Regions from separate parts of the Macaca mulatta genome. Here region 1 is linked to region 2. A link is a contact called in public Micro-C data. All regions are on one chromosome and are shown on one strand. Each heading gives the region's core, a stretch centred on a gene start, on an enhancer-like site or on the middle of the called end of the contact. The rest is flanking DNA. Distances are from core to core; before and after follow the strand shown. Region 1 overlaps RASSF3 (Ras association domain family member 3). Region 2 holds the start of LOC144332943 (general transcription factor IIH subunit 5).

Evidence for each region. A called contact is a pair of places that touch in the nucleus more often than the background predicts.
Region 1: a Micro-C map of CD4 T cells shows a contact between it and region 2, with 8 times the contacts expected there. The contact joins the enhancer-like site here to the promoter of LOC144332943 in region 2. A contact is called at or near these places in 4 of 14 Hi-C or Micro-C datasets (CD4 T cells, blood, fibroblasts and 1 more).

The regions. Positions count from the first base shown.
Region 1 is chr11:71,803,911-71,806,610 of T2T-MMU8v2.0, forward strand. All of the region lies in intron 1 of RASSF3 (Ras association domain family member 3), which reads left to right. Among named protein-coding and RNA genes, the nearest start is that of RASSF3, 68 kb to the left of the region's middle. Within about 2 kb of position 1,296, at least 20 of the 40 cell types and tissues checked have an H3K27ac peak or open chromatin away from gene starts, as enhancers often do. A contact at or near this core is called in CD4 T cells and blood, where this site is marked.
Region 2 is chr11:71,747,553-71,750,252 of T2T-MMU8v2.0, forward strand. It overlaps LOC144332943 (general transcription factor IIH subunit 5), which reads right to left and starts at 1,293. Exons shown (of 1, transcript XM_077954678.1): 1 at 798-1,293. The coding sequence starts at 1,219. The coding sequence ends at 1,004. All of the region lies in intron 1 of RASSF3 (Ras association domain family member 3), which reads left to right.

The DNA of each region.
Region 1 (2,700 bases), core at 46-2,545, 56 kb after region 2:
ACTAAAAAAAAGTAAAAAATAAAAAAAAACACCCAAAAACCTCTTGTGGGGCTGGGGTGGGGAGTGAGGTAAACTTTCCTAGGCTGTCAGGCAAGCAAAGGCAGAAAGGCGGGGTCCACAGCTTTGAGTGCTTGGCATGGAGCTTGGCACCAATGGGCAATCAATAAATAGTTGTTGAATAATGGCTTGTATTATATATCTTCATAACAGTTATATAAAGTAGGTATTCTTTCGCACATTTTACAGTGATGAGAAAACTGAGGCCCAGAGAGGTTAAGTAACTTGCCTCTGGTCACACAGCTAGAATGTGGCAGAGCTGTGTGATTTTAGACCTAAGTATGTCTAAATCATAGTCCACAGGCTGTCACTAAGCTAAAATAGAGGAAATGATAGGGCCACATTCACCTTTTCACTCTCTTTTGGACAGTCACTATTTTTTTGAGGGGTGGTGGGGACAGAGTCTTGCTATGTTGTCCAGGCTGGAGTGCAGTGGCACAGTCTCAGCTCACTGCAACATCTGCCTCCCAGGTTCAAGTGATTCTCCTGCCGCAGCCTGCTGAGTAGCTAGGATTACAGGTGCGCCACCACACCCAGCTAATTTTTGTATTTTTGTAGATGGGGTTTCACCATGTTTGCTAGGCTGGTCTCGAACTCCTGACCTCATGATCCACCCACCTTGGCCTCCCAAAGTGTTGGGATTACAGGCGTGAGTCACCGTGCCCGGCCCGAATAGTCACTCTGAATTGCACTATGTTTATTGGGCATTTTGTTATGTTTTTAATTTTGATATAATTTCATAGTTATAGAAAAATTAACCAAAAGAGTATAAACAATTTTCAGACCCTTTACCCAGATTTGTTGGGGCATATTCTTCGAAAGTCTGAGTTGTGATCCTGCGGGATTGGGCTGCATTTCTTGAGTAGAGCCTGGGCCATGCTACGCAAGAACTCCTGGGTGCCTGTGAGGTTGGGTGTGTCCCATCTGAGAAAGTTCGCTGCTGAAAAACAGTGACGTAACCCCACCCAGGAACTGAAGCGAGCCTAAGATCAGCTCTCCAGGGCTTGCTGGCTGGAAACAATGAGGGAAGAAGAGTCTAGGATTTACGAAATATTTTTTTGTGGAAGAACTCTTCCTCTGAGAAACTGCTGGAGGGTTTGGGGAATACAAAACAAAACTGACTTATGAAAAGATGACTTGTAACTCACCAAGCAGACACTCTCAGGCGTGGCATGATGCCCTCACTGCCTGCCAAGAACAATAACTGACACATTATCCACAGACGACTGCGCCCCATGCCGTTTCCTCTCCTGCCATCACAATGAAAGGCCAGGGTTGACACGTGGTGTTGTATCTATCCCACGTCTGCTGCACTGTTTTCTTTTAACCCTTCTTGCTCCCACCCCTTTACCTGTGAGACCTACTGTGCCCCTCCTGGGTTTCATTTTCTTCTCTTCGTTTTTCCTGGGCATACAGCTGCATTCCTAGAGATTGTGGTTCTGATTCATAATCAGTGTATGCGGAGGAAGGGGGAGGATTCTGCTCTGTGAGCGGACAGGAGCGTCTGTTTTAAAGGGGTAAACAATTGGGAAGTTTGTAGAGTTAAGGGTTTTCCTCTGATGCTAAATGAAACCACCGTCCTCTGTTCCAAGGCCTGAGCTTATGACTTCTTTGCTACCAGACCCAGAGAAACAGTGTTTGGTGGCCACTTTGGAAGCAGTTTGTCCTTTGACCTTCCCCACTCCACTTGCGCAGACACCAAGCCCTGTGAGGACGGGCGTGGTGTCTGCTGCTGAGCCTGACTGCCCCACACTTAGGCAGGTGCCTGGCACATGGCAGAAGCTCAGCAAATATTTGCCGAATGATGAGGCTTGCGTGTATGATTGCTACATTTTTGGCTTTAAAAGTACAGCATCAGGGCCCTTTGGGTTTTACCTACTTTTCTGGGATATACTTTTCTTTCCAGTTGATCCATTTTTTTTTTTTTTAGATGGAGTTTAGCTCTGTCTCCCAGGCTGGAGTGCAATGGCATGATCTCTGCTTACTGCAACCTCTGCCTCCCGGGTTCAAGCGATTCTCTTACCTCAGCCTCCCAAGTAGCTGGGACTACAGGTGCTTGCCACCATGCCTGAATTTTTGTATTTTTAGTAGAGACAGGGTTTTGCCACATTGGCCAGGCTGGTCTCCAACCCCTGACCTCAGGTTATCCGTCCACCTCAGCCTCCCAAAGTGCTGGGATTACAGGTGTGAGCCACCACGCCCAGCCAGTTTCCTTAGTTTTTAATCTCTGAGAAGGAAAGATAATTGTTACATAAGGATGTCTCAGTTATCTGTGTGTGGATGATCCAGGGAAAATACCTCTTTCCAGACTGGCTTACTCTTTGGATTTTCCTCAAGCTTCTGGGTCTGCCTGTGCGAAGGGGCCTAAGGCTGGGTGTTAAGTCCCGTAGCATCAGCAAAACCTGTAATTTAGGGTTAACCAGCTTTACTTAACCCTGTTCTTTGCTCTTAATCACTCCCATTACCCCTTTTCCTTCTCCTCGTTCTTAGAATTCTCATGTGAGTGGTGGTAAGCTCCTAGGATGTATGTATGCTGCTGTGTATGTGCTTTGCCATTTCCTGTGTTTTTAATGGTGAGCCTTTGGTGATTCCTCACATGGAACTCTTTTGCCCTTGGTCATACCTGTGAAAGCAGCACCAGAT
Region 2 (2,700 bases), core at 43-2,542:
CCTCAAGATTTATTCATGTTGGAGTATGTGTCAGAATTTCCTTCCTTTTAAAGGCCGAATAATATATCCATTGTATGTATGTATCACTTTTTGTTGATCCATTCATCCTTCCATAGACATTTGGATTGCTTCCACCTTTTGGCTTTTGTGAATAATGCTGCTATGAACATGAGTGTACAAATATCTCTTAAAGACCCTTCTTAAAACTTTTTGCGATATATACCCATAAGTAACAATTGCTCTAGAACTCTAGAATCATATGGTAATTCTGTTTTTAATTTTTTGAGGGCTACTATACTGACAAATTTGAGTCCTTATTTAAACCCATGATTATGGAATACTGCTGCTTGATTTCAACTGTCATTTGGTTGTCTACATTGTATTTTATTGAATTGGCATTATTCCCCAAATATTGGAAAATGTGGAGGTTTCTAATTTTTGCTACTGTAAATAGCACTAATAAATACCTTGAACATGAAACCTTTTCCATTATGGATTAATTTTATAGGATAGTTGTACAAAAATGGAATTTTACTGATTATGAGGGTGTGACTTTTTATGACGGTAGTTATATATTGCCAATATTTGTCTATTTTTAAGTTTCATTACATCCTTACCTCCATTGGATATAGTCATTAAAACAGAGAAAGAAAACTTCAATAACTAAAGGCACCTTATTGCTATTTAATTTGCCTTCTATTATTATTATTATTATTATTATTATTATTATTATTATTTTTTAGCATTGACATTCGTATTTTAATAAAGGATAATAAAAGACAAATTACAGCCAACTGTTAAAGCCTTTTTTTTTTTTTTTAATTCTATGGTATAACAAAATCAGTTCAGGGGCTTTTTTTTCTGAACAAATGATCATGATCCCTTGGTCTTTCCTGTGGCATGCTCCTAACAACAACCCTCTATGTCTAATCAGTCACCTATCAAGTGGCAAGTCTTTCACATTTGCTGCTTATAATTCCTAAATGGTCCATATTGAGTATTTTCATTTTTGGGTAAGGGAAAAAGCATTTTGGTCCATTAATTCACCCACTCGCTCCTGGAGGACATTAACCAATTCTGCTATTACAAAGACGTGAGTGTCATCAATGTCTTGAATGATGAACTTCTTCCCCAGGGCATTGGACTCATCCAAGTACAGCAGAAACTGCTTCATGGCAGGATCACATTCTATAAGCACTCCTTTCAAGACGTTGACCATGTTTTCTTAGTCAGAAGGTTCAGATGACCTCAAGAATGCTCAGCCCACAGATGCAGAAGCGCCTCGGCGTCGCCCCCTTTATTATTTTTTAAATTATTTATTATTATTTTTTGAGATGGAGTTTTGCTCGCCACCCAGGCTGGAATGTATGGCACGATCTTGGCTCACTGCAACCTCCGCCTCCGCCTCACTGCAACAGGAGAACCAAGCGATTCTCCTGCCTCAGTCTCCTGAGTAGCTGGGATTACAAGTGCCCGCCACTACACCCTGCTAATTTTTGTATTTTTAATAGAGATAGTGTTTCACCATGTTGGCCAGGCTGGTCTCAAACTCTTGACCTCAGGTAATCCACCCGCCTCGGCCTACCAAAGGGCTGAGATTACAAGCATGAGGCACTGCACCCGGTGCATTCCTTTAATTAACTGTGAATTTAATACTTTTTTAATACTTCTGAGTAAATCTCCCCCGTGTGAGAACTGTCCATGCATGACCTTTGCGCATTTGTCTATTAGGTAGGCAAAATCTTGAGAGCACTGCTCGAGTCTGTGCATTTTTAGTTGGGTAGATGGTTCTCCTTTTTTGAGGTCAGCTGAACTTCAGGGTTTTTTTTGACTTACACTGTTTGTACCAAAGGGATAATACATATTTAGGCTTTTTTTTTTTTTTTTTTTAAGAGGGAGTTTTGCTCATGTTGCCCAGGCTGGAGTGCAGTGGCACGATCTCGGTTCACCACAGCCTCCGCCTCCCAGTTCAAGCAATTCTCCTGCCTCATCTTCCCAAGTAGCTGGGATTACGGGCATGCGCCACTATGCCCAGCTAATTTTTGTATTTTTAGTAGAGATGGGATTGATCAGACTGGATGGTCTTGAACTCCTGATCTCAGGTGATCCACCCACCTGGGCCTCCCAAAGTGCTGGGATTACAGATGTGAGCCCCCGCGCCCAGCCCAGGCATTTTGAAATACTTAAGAATGTGTTTCAGGCTGATATCACTGAAACTCAGAAAAATACTGTAGTTACAACATGGGGAAGGCATTGCTAAGAAAGCATCACCATAAATAAACCCGTGGGATTCAGAAGGTGGGGAGTTGGGTGATGTGTTTTCTACTAACCATGTTTTTTTTGAAAAAGGGTGACTAGGAAGTTCCTGTTTATCTTTGAATTTCAATAAATTTCGTGCTTGTTTTCCAACCACTCTGGTAGAATTTAGAAGAACCTAAGTTATTTTTTATTTTTATGTTTTTGACAGTCTCACTCTGTCACCAGGCTGGAGCGCAGTGGCGTGATCTCGGCTCACTGCAACCTCCACCTCCCAGATTCAAGCTATTGTCCTTCCTCAGCCTCCTGAGTAGCTGGGACTACAGGCATGCCCCACCATGCCCAGCTAATTTTTTTTTTTTTTTTGCATTTTTAGTAGAGTCGGGGTTTCACCATGTTGGTCAGGCTGGTCTCAAACTCCTGACCTTGTTATCCGCCCTCTTC